Regions from separate parts of the Hordeum vulgare genome. Here region 2 is linked to region 1. A link is a contact called in public Hi-C data. All regions are on one chromosome and are shown on one strand. The core of a region is the stretch at or near the end of the contact, and the rest is flanking DNA. Distances in the headings are between cores, read along the strand shown.

Region 1 (5,605 bases), core at 2,007-4,506:
TTTTCGAAAATCTTACAAAGTAGTACAATAATATGTCTGAATCCGCCATCTTAACAATATTTGCCGCTACTCCTATCCATATGATGAAGGAGTGCAAGCTGAGCCATGGAACTTTTTGTGTAGGGACTAAATAGTTTAGCGACAATGATAGCTTAGCGACAATGGATTTCTTAATTGACTGGTACTCCAACCCGTTGACGCATCCAGTTAGTTAATACTATAGGTTGCCACATCCAGGACCTATACTCTGAGAATGTGTTGCCGGGGCCACGCTCGTGTCAACCAGTCCAAATTGTGAGCCGACATGCACGTATAGTATTCATTATTCAAACACAATTGATGTGTAGCTGTAAATCAAGAACACTCTACGTACATACGATACCGAAATGCATGGGAAGATTCTGAAGCTTGGACTACAGGACCGAAATATTCGTTCTCATCCTTCTCTCAAAATCAAAGGGCGAACGATCGACGATAAGATATTTTCATATTTTTTAACACAGTACAGAAGCAAGTGTTCATATACACGTGCATACACACTCATCTTTATAACACACACATACGTTTTATTCATGTGAGCATCTTCGAGAAACTGAGTCGGCATATCATCTTGAAATTTACATAGTCAGCATAGACACCTCGTCATCGACGAAAACATCTTCTTTCACTGAATGTGCATCGCCGAAAATTCTAAAATACATCCAGAAATAAAAGCGAGCATCAGGATTTAAACCTTGATGAGCTGGTGATACAACAGTTCCTCTAACCATTCAACCACAGATTGGTTCGCAGATATTTCCATACTTGTATAGTAGGAGTTGTGGGTCCTGGCGGTAGAATATAACACGATGCTAAGCCTTTCATTTATAAATATATAAATACTTTTAGAGAGTCAATAAAAACTACATACAAATGTCTATAGATGCAGTGTAACCTGTAGATTCACTTATTTTTTTTACGTAGTCTATCAATAAAATCTCTAAAAAATAAATACCGTATTTAGGAACGGACAAAGTATATGTGTACACCGCTGTATGGGCCTATGGTCTCAAGATAGCACAAGAATATGCATGGTACTGCTACTATTGTAGGATTAATTTTGGAATATCCATGACCTGCTAGCTGGTCATTGGCTCGATGCACACACTGTAACTAATCGGCCGATTCTTACGTGGCAGCAATCCTTGGTTTTGGAAACAACTGCATCGCTTTGATCAAGAACTAGCCAAGGTATAGCTACCCAGTTCCCACGCGATCGCATATGATTGCACTTGCACGTAGACGTAGGTACACCAGCCTTGGCCTTGGCCGGGTCATATCCCCACGTCACCTGACACGATAGGATGGATCCAGCTAGAGCGTAGCAGCTCAGCACCGCACGGGGACCTGCACATGCTGCGTCGTCGTACCTGCATGCGTTCGCGCTCACCACCATGCCCACACGTGGTTGCTGAACGTCGTGCCCTCGCGACCAAGCTAAGTCAGGAGGGTAGGTATACTACTTGTACTACGCACACAGGGTACGGTCAGCGTTGAGACTTTCTCTGATCAACTTATTGATGCTGATTATTGGTCTATCATTCAGGCTCCACGGCACGCTTGGCTCCCAAGCTTGCCCTCTGCATGCAGCGACGGGCCACGTGTTCAGGACGTGGCGGGAAGCATGCATGTGCATACAGATGCCGCGCCATGCACGGTTTATCGTTGATCCATCTGCTTTCTGCTAGCTTGTTAGTAGTAGGAGTAGGAGTATTAAATTCCTGTGATCCATAGCGGTGTTACAGTTGTGGCTCCATGGGTGGTGCTACGTACGTGCTACACAAATTGGCAACTTGCATGAAGGTTCTTGGAGCAGCGTACGTGTCCGATGGCATTTTTCTGGCTAGTTTTAGACTATTCTACGACACGTACGCGAGCATGGGATAGGCCGGATTGGTGCTAGTTTGGGGAGGGGATCTATTTATGCCCATGATGTACTAGCTGCCACCGGAATGGAGGTGGAATCGACTCACTAAACTTGCGGCATGCACGCTTTATACCCGACATGCGTACTTGATCCATATACGTGATGCATGGCGCAATTATTAAGCATGGTTCAGGCAATAGTTAATCGAGAGTGGCCCAACCGGGGTAACTGATGCACGCGGCATCTGCACGGGTCCTGGTCATAATCATGCCACTCATGGCCAAACAAATAATTGGCCGTGGCCATAGGACCAGGGGAACCCGATCAGCTTGCAAGCGCTGACATACCAAGCAAAGCTAGCTGGTTAAATTCCAGAGAAAATTTAAAATATCAACGACGGGAGCACATAGAATAATCGAGCGTCATGGCTTGGCCACAAGACCGAGATCCCATGGAGTAGTAGAGTAAGTAGTCATATCTACAGTGGTGGACGGGTGGGTGCGATCTTTGAACAATGACTAGCGCTGATTCGACGAAGATATTGCTAAGCGCTGCGTCACCCAGGTCGCGTGGGATTTAACCCGGGTGAAACGGGAATGTCAAGCCGGATTCCAAAGGGCATTCGTTGATAGAAAGGCCCGGCCATGGCCATGGAAAGTGAGAAAGGAAACAAGCAAAAGTGGAACGAAAGGGGCGCGGAGGAGGAGAATGTCAATGATTGGGGAAGGTGGGTGCTGTCGGTCGGGCGCACGCACAGAGCGACTGACGCCGCAGGCGCCCGCGCGCGCATTCCTCCTCCTCGTCGTCGTTGTCCTAGCATAGCAGCTCTCGTCCTCCTACGCCCGAGTCCGACCTGACGTAGGGACGCCGGAGCCCGGACGACCGGCTCCACGTGACCACGCCCCGGTTTCCCTCCCCGTTTCCCGCCCCACTCCACGTGAGCCCTGTCTCGGCGTCCGCGGCCCAGCCCAACCACCTTGGTCCCCGAACCAATCCGGCGCTCGGCCCGGGCCGGCACGTGGGGCGCGCGTGAGCGTTTGCGGTGGTGGCGCCGAGCCGAGACCTAATCATGTCATGGCCATGATTGAGGCGATGATGCCAAGCTACGCTACGGCCCGTTTCTTTGAAAAGTCTTAGGATTTTTTTTGTCCCAACTAAAAAGTCTCTATCCGTTTCTTTTCAAAGACTAAATATGAACTAGAGGTCATTAAATGACATGTAAAAAGACCATGTTATCCCTAATAATATACTAGAAAAGTGTCAAAAAAGTCCTGTGGAAAGAAACACCCCCTACGTTTACGAACAGGACGGCGTGGGGCGTGGGCCTGCACGCGTGGTGCGCCGGTGCTGGTGCCGGTCGGGCGCGAGGGGACACCGCCGCACCGGGTGGGACAGCTCGACGAGGAGACCGGCGAGAGCCCTGCTGCCGCGTCGGCGCGCCCGAACCACAGTCCACACGGCGCAATCATGCTCCGCTCCGGCCGGGGCGCCATGCATGTGCCACGATCGACACGTCCGGGGCCACGTCCCCGTAATCCCGACGCATGCGGACAACCGTGTCGTTTTCGCCGTGTGAGAAAAAAATTAGGGAAGACGGTGGACGAGGACGTTCTATTTGACATCGAAAAGTAGGCGGGAACCAAATCCTGCGTCCGTGATTTTGTGCCGGGTGCGGTGTAAACGAAATACTCGTAGGTCACTGTACGTGCCAGGTGAAACATGCTACACACACCGCGAATCTGAACGCGCGGACTGCTGGAGAATTTTCCAATCCGTAGATATCATATCTCACCTCCTTTGGTGGCTTGTCGCATGTGTGCGTATACCTCTGGAAACAACCACGCGCTGGTTATAAAGTCAACACACAGAAAAAACTCGAAAACAAAAGGAAGCACCCACTCGCCCAGACAGCCGACCTCGGTCCTGTATATTCAGACTCATGGGAATTTTGGAAGGGGTTGGAATCTTCAGATAATTTATGTGCGTTTCACTTACTTGGATTTTGCAGGAACGGAAGCAGCTGCTAGATACTCAACCGCGCATGCCACGTGCCTGAAGGTCTATTTGATTCCACAAGTCTTTGTAGAAACTAGAAAGGATTAGACCCCAAAAATGAGGATTATAATATTAAAAAGTTTATATTTGATTTTTTCTTCCTAAGCCAGCATGATTTTAGCAACGGTCTATTATAGGAAAATGATTCAAATCAACCGAGTGATAACGACCGTGCGTTTGCCGGCTTTGTGGCCGTAGGATCATATTTTATTAAGATAGCTTGGGAGCAACATATTTACCTAAACAGAATTTTATAAGGGCATCTCCAACGATAATTCATAAATTTTATAAGGTCCACAAACACACATGCGGGAGACCATCATCTAACCGTAGACGCATATATTTTAACAACAATTTGAACCAATCGAACGAAATTCATGCAAATAGGGTCATAGTTCGTTTGAACATAGCCGGATTTCATACAAAAATAACGGATTTAATATATACATGACAGATTTCATATAAACATGACGAGTTTCATTACATTTACATCAACTAAGCGGTGATCGTCCTGCTCTAGAGGTATAATTAAAATGCCTAATCTATGATCGATGGAGCGGCAGAGCCCGTTCCCCGTGTCCGGCCATGAATCCCGAGAATTGAAGCTTTGCTTTCGCCAGCTACGTCATGGTGCTCTCCAGCTTCGCCTCTATAACCTCCTTGCCCGGTGTCGCGGGAAATGAAGTTGTGTGCCTTCATGTCGCCGCCAAGCGGCTATATCGACCGACGATGTTGAGGCCGCCAAGCTTTGCTTCAACGGAAGGAAGGGGCAGTGGCCTTCTTGGGACCACGAGCAACGACGACTTACTCTTACTCATTGTCGACGGCACCCTGAGACATGTTGGCTTCGTGGTTGTTGCGACGAGGTGCAGCCTCGGCGATGTTCTCCTCCTCCTCGCCCGTCCCGTCGAACACCGCCTCGCCCGCGTCGTCGCACTCCTTGTAAGAGCAAGTACAATAGTATAGCCAGCTGCTGGCTATAAGCCATTGTCATGTCATCTATAGCTCATTTTATAGCCAACATGTACAATAGTTCATTGCAAAAGTGTGCTACTTTTTTATTATATGATCCACCTTTCATACTCACAAAAGGCCTAGGAGCACGTGCTAGAGCTGGCTCTTAGCTAAGAGCCCGCTTTCCTCTAACTAAACAAAAATATATTAGTTTATTCCTTATAGCCAGCTGACTCAGCTCTATTGTACTTGCTCTAAGTGGTCGCCACATTCGTCGCCACCCATTCGCAGTATCGCTAGCGGGCGAGACGGATCTTGTGGACGGAGTGATAGGACTCCAGCAACGGCTCCTACTCCGCCAGGTTCGCGTCTGGTGTGACTTCCCTACCTGCAGCGAACTCCCTCTCTGCCTGCACGTGCTCCTCGAAGAGATGGTGGTTGTAGGCGGCCTCGTCCTGCGCCTCCCGAAACCAATTGGATATACAAGAATGCCTAAGTCACTACAAGAAATATGCTAACTTCGACCTTCAATATTGGTCACCGAATGGTCGTTGATTTCCATTTGCGACCTTTTTACGATAAAAAACACATGGTCAAAAGTTGAGGGTCTCTAATGAACTAAAACGACATTTTTCTCGAATGGTCGAACACATTTACGACCAAATGAAAGGTCGTTGGTTCTACGACCAA
Region 2 (5,605 bases), core at 2,735-5,234, 170 kb before region 1:
CCGGGTTGCCTCGGGTCAGCCTCTGTGGGGCATGATTTGGACATCGCATGGAGGCACAAGGAGGTTGTGCGCTCGTACGTTGGTTGCTCCGACGGTGTGAGTTTCCTGCCCAGATCGAGTGTTTTCATCGTGGTTGTGGCATGGCGGTGCTTCTTGTGGTTCTTCAGGCGGCATGACTATCGTTGTTTGGCGGTGGTTCAACTCGTGTCAATGGCATGCATACATGTCGCGGTGTGGGCTATTTTCAATGGGTGGCGCAAATCTAATCCGTGTTTGTGGATGACGGTTGGCTGCTTGTATGTACTGGGGGTCTATCGATCCTGTGTTGATGCAAGTATTCACAATGTGGTCTCCTTACCTTATGCTCAGTTGTGGCGTTGGTCCGAGTCAGGCTCCACTAACACTACTGCTTCATCGGGCGAATTGACACCGAGGGCCATGAGCACTCGCAAAGTTGTGTACATTTGGGGGGGGGGGGATTTCCCAACCTTGGATCATTTTTTCAAGGAAAAAATAGGGAGGACTTAGACTTTTTTAGCATTTTCCATGCCCCAAACATCGATGATTTATGTGCCACCCAAGACATTTTCGTCAATCTCAACCACTAGCAACGGGCATGGCGGCATGCCGCATGCAAGCTCACCTAGGCTTTCTCGAGAACGCTCATTGACAACCACTAGGTTGTGTCCCTAAGATCGTCGGGACTAGTTGGGTAGCGCATGTATGGACACTTCCTACCATGGAGGCGTTGACCAAGACCTGGTGGCTGATGTCGGACTAGGAGCAGAAGGAGATGCCTTGCACCCTTTCTACCATGGTGATTGTGTTATGATGTGGATGGTTGGTGGTGTCTCAAGAGATGGATGTCGGGTTGGTGGCCCCGGATGGTGGTACGCATGGTTCTTTCTTTGCCAGGCTCCACGGTGGTCATGGTGGTTGTGCATCTTGGTTGTTTGGGCGGCGAGGGGTGTCATGGCGGGTGGCTCAGGCTCGCTCTCTGCCATTGGCAGTGATGATGCCCTTATCCGGATATGGAGGTTTGTGCTTGTCGCGGTTGTCCTGGGTGCTTCGTGGTGACACAGTTCAGCTATCAAGAAAAATGTCTACGCATTGGCACCGATGGTTGCGATGCCCGAGGGTGCTATTTTCCTCTAAAGGATGTTGTGATGATTCTCCTCTCCCTGTGGTTCGAGATGAAGACCCTTGTCCATTTTAACTTAGCAATGATGATGCTTTGCGTAGTTCCCCTCTTGAGGGCCTTGTCATGGAGCTTAGGTGTCTACATGTATTATGACATTATGTTCACGCCTTCTGTGTTTTCTTTCGGCAATGTAGCGAGTGGGCTTCCTCATTACCTTCTACCATTAGGCTGTGTATTTTAATTTGGTATGTGCATGCGATGGAGGATCAATATTTATTAAGACAGTAAATGTTTATATCGGACAAATCTTGATGCAACATAAGGTTATGTTTTAATTATACAAAGCTTGATCTTTTTGCCATTTATTAAACTGATATAATATGTATGTGTCCGTAATTGATATGTTTTATTGGGTTTATAAGGATAAAATATTGATTGATATTTATTTGTCTATAAACAAGGAATTTATTTCTATTTATTTATTTACCAAAAGATTGATGAAGGGTGGGAGGTTGAACCAAGAGGTGATGGAACGAAAGTCCTTAGTTTCTTCTTTTAAGTTTATTGTTTGGGAAAAGATTACATCCCACCGGCTGATCCCGCGCGATCCATCAGCCGTGCGCTCATTCGTTGGATCTCGATCTGATGACGAACCGTTTCTTGAAACTGGATCATTGTTTCAGGAAACGGTCATGAAGCTGAGCTCCTCACTTTTCCACCCTACGGCTCCGCCTCGGCTCCGGCGACCTCGCCCGCCGCCTGCTTGTTGCCGCTCAGCCTCCCCGGAGCTGCCGCCGTTGCCATGGCCTTCCCCGCCCTGCTCCCGGCCCCGTCGGCGAGCTCCCGCGACCACGGGGCAGCCGCCTCGCCTCACGCGGCCAGCCGCCCGTCACCCCACACCGCCGGAGTGCTGCGGCGTCCCAGCCCGCTCTCGGCTCCGCCGTAGCCCCTCTCGGCCACGCCGGCGAGCTCCCGCAACCAGGGGGCTAGACGCCTCGCCGCCCGTCGCCCCGCACCGCCATAGCGCTGCCCCATCCCAGCCCGCTGCAAAAATTTCCTGAAACATGACCTTTGTTGCAAAAAATTCTTCCGCAACATCACCTATGTTTGCAGAAAGACGAACAATTTTTTTTCTGAAACAAGCAATTGTTTCTGAAACTCGACCGTTGTTGAAGGAACTAATGGGTCCAAAGTTTATTTTTTGCAACAAAGCGATTGTTTCTGCAACTCGAACGTCGTTTCAGGAATTAAGTCCAAGAGCGGATCAGACGGCTATGCGCGAGATCGAACGGATGTCCAGGTGACGGATGTTTAGTAAATATCCACCGATGGATTCGTAGCAGTTCCCTTATTATTTCAAGTATATGTAGCATATAGATATATAGATATGGATAGACATAGATTTGCGTTTATTCATAAGATGCCACAAGAGCATATTTCAAGAGAGCAAGTCAAACCATGCGCAATAAAGCTCACCGAAATTTGTTCTTTTGCGAAAACTGGGGGCATTATAAAATTATTACTTCAGGCAGGATGCAATGGACATCTTATCCCACTTATCTAAGGCAGCAACGTTATCTTATCTGCTCAGAACTACTTAAAGAATCCTTCGCGCTGTCGGGGCCAACAGAATGACTTTAGAGGAAAGCTAGCAAAACCTAGTCAGCATGCACGTTGGTTTAACTTGGACATCCAAGGGCAGAAATTAAAAATGACAGAACTGGGGATGGTGGCTAGGATGAGTTGAGCAGAGCACGTCGGCTGAGTGCAACTTCTCTCCTAATGGTCCTGTTTGTTTTGTTTGCTAGGAAAAAAATGCGTACTTCCAGTATTTGAATCATGAAGACAACGTGATTGTAGTGGCTAATTGATATGTAGGGTGTGCTCCAGCATAGATAAATACTATCTCCATTTTATAATATAAGATGTTATTACAACCAAGCTAGTCAGTGGAATTTATTTTTATGGAGCGATGTTTCATCTTACAACGACGGATCCCGACGGCATGACGTAGTGGAGACTCATCGTTCGATGTCCGGAGATGGACTCGCATAGGAGAAGGACGTTGTCTGATGTTATGATGACGTCGATGGCAGAGAGTCCCGACAAGGTCGGTGCGTTATTCTTCTCTGAAGATGGATTGGTGAAAGACGACGAGGATGATACATGAGAGTGCGTCGGACCGGTTTATAGTCAAAACTCAGTATATGGCTTGGTTGGGGCATTCATTTTAGATATTAGGCTTTCGTACTATGTATGTTTGATATTAGGCTCGGACTATTAACACCACTTTATTAAGTAAATAGAACTAGCGAGAATTGTTGTTAAGATGACGACTTTAGACAACCTGATATACTATTTTATAAAGTTTTTATGAATAATCAATACAATGATTGAATGCAAGATGCAGGAACCGTGTAATCCTCTTTTCTAGGAAAACAATTAAGCTGATCACGACGGATCACATGATTCAAATTCGATGTGTCTAAGGTGCGGATAGAGAGAGATATAGGAGAGGTTGCTTGATTATACCATCCGGATATGTATGCGTTTGAGTAAGTTGATGAAATTGAACAAATTAAGTATCATCCCTTGCAAGACACTGGCATATCTTCTAATCATTTAGCGATGATAGCGATCACCTAAAGGAAAAGCTGACAGTGACATATACTAGACCATGTCCACACCTTTTTTCTGCGAAAAGGAACCATACAATATCCACACCTGATAACACGCACCCAGCATTAGCAAAAAAGGAAAAGGATGCATGCACCCGAATGGGCCTTAACGGGATCGATTTAGTCCTGGTCGGGATGTCACATCAGGCTGTGACATGAGGTCGCGACTATGTCTCGCTCGCCGCGACACGGTAGAAAGTCTAGCCTCAAGCAGCCGTCGTAATGAGCCGCTCCAGCGCGGACTACAAGCCTTCAACGCTTTTGTTTTCAACCTTTTTTTTTAACTTTATCTTTCTTTTTTGCATTTTCTAAATTTATTAATATTATACATACATATATTGCAAAACAAATTTTACATACAAATCATAAAAATCTTAATCGCGCTCCAAAAATATTAAATCTGTTCAGGAAAATGTTACTAGCGTACATAACAATTGTACAATGTGTATGAAAAATAGCAGATAACAAAATACATATTTAAAGAACAATAATGTGCATATAAAAAATGTTCCTGGTGTATACAAAAAATATATATGATGTGTATGAAAAAAAGGAGTCTACCAAAACTTGTTTGGGACTAAAGACTTTGTTGCTCTTGTAGTATGAAAAAAATAGAAAACTAAAATATATGTATAGAAATGTTAATCATGTTTTGGAAAAATCTTAAACTTATCTGCCAATAATGATTCTAATGTATAGGTTCTTTTAGAAAAATGTGTATGAAAAAATAGATATAAAAATCATTTTTTTGCAAAATTTAATCACGTATTTGGAAATGTATAGGTTCTTTTAGAAAAACGTGTATATAAAAAATACCTGGTGTACACATAAATATTGAATGTGTTTGAAGAAAAAATGACATCAAATATATGTTCGAAAAAAGTAATATTTTTGTACTTTAAAAACTGTTCAATCGTGTACATAAAATTTATCATGCAATGTAAAAAATGTTTGCATATGACTAAAATTGTTTGTTGCCACTAAAGAAATGTGTTTAACATTTTAAATAAATATTTACGTGCCACCAAAAAATGTCTGTGAAATTTTAACAATGTTAAGCAATTGTTTGCATTGTCATAATAAAAAAATCAACGCGTATTTAAAAATATTGACCATGTATACAAAAGGTGCTCAAAACCATACACTAAAACAAAAATGCAAATCCTGTATTTAAATTTTTTTGAAATTTTATCAAATATATATTTCATGTCTAAACTAAAAATATATGTTGTGTGTTCATAAAAGTTGACATGTGCCAAGAAAAAGAAAAACAAAGAAACTTCACAAAGAAATAAAACAAGGGAAAGCAAACAAAAAACATGAGTACATAAGCAAATTAAAAATAAAAAAACAATTAAAATCAAGAAAGAAATAATGAAAAGGGTGAAGAGGAAAAAAATAAAAATGTGGAAACTGAGAAAGAAAGAAGGGAAAATCTAACTACAAGCGCCGCGCAATAGACTTTCCCTGCGGCGACGCAATGCATGTGAATCATGCGTCTCTATCGTGCTACAGTACTTTTGCTAATGACTATAAAAGTCAAGCAAACACATGCGATCTAGTGTGCTATAGTGCTTAAATAGTTTGAACATGCAACCATAAATCTCCTTTATTTATCATGCATGCATGCAATGACGTCATTAGAATTCCCTTCAATATTTGAAATTCAAAATGTTTTATCTCTAAACGATTAATTTGATCGATGATCTGTTATTATAATTGTCTTTGTCGCGATGAGATCTTCGAAACTAGATCCCATATCGATATGTTTTGACAACTCTTTTTT

The links. A called contact is a pair of places that touch in the nucleus more often than the background predicts.
Region 2: a contact with region 1 is called in a Hi-C map of leaf, with 2.6 times the contacts expected there. The contact joins two enhancer-like sites. A contact is called at or near these places in 2 of 6 Hi-C or Micro-C datasets (leaf and seedling).

Annotation. Positions count from the first base shown.
Region 1 is chr1H:386,726,827-386,732,431 of MorexV3_pseudomolecules_assembly, reverse strand. No RefSeq gene overlaps it. Among protein-coding and RNA genes, the nearest start is that of LOC123411744, 200 kb to the right of the region's middle. Within about 2 kb of position 3,256, at least 3 of the 3 cell types and tissues checked have open chromatin away from gene starts, as enhancers often do. A contact at or near this core is called in leaf and seedling, where this site is marked.
Region 2 is chr1H:386,896,935-386,902,539 of MorexV3_pseudomolecules_assembly, reverse strand. No RefSeq gene overlaps it. Among protein-coding and RNA genes, the nearest start is that of LOC123439464, 140 kb to the left of the region's middle. Within about 2 kb of position 3,984, at least 3 of the 3 cell types and tissues checked have open chromatin away from gene starts, as enhancers often do. A contact at or near this core is called in leaf and seedling, where this site is marked.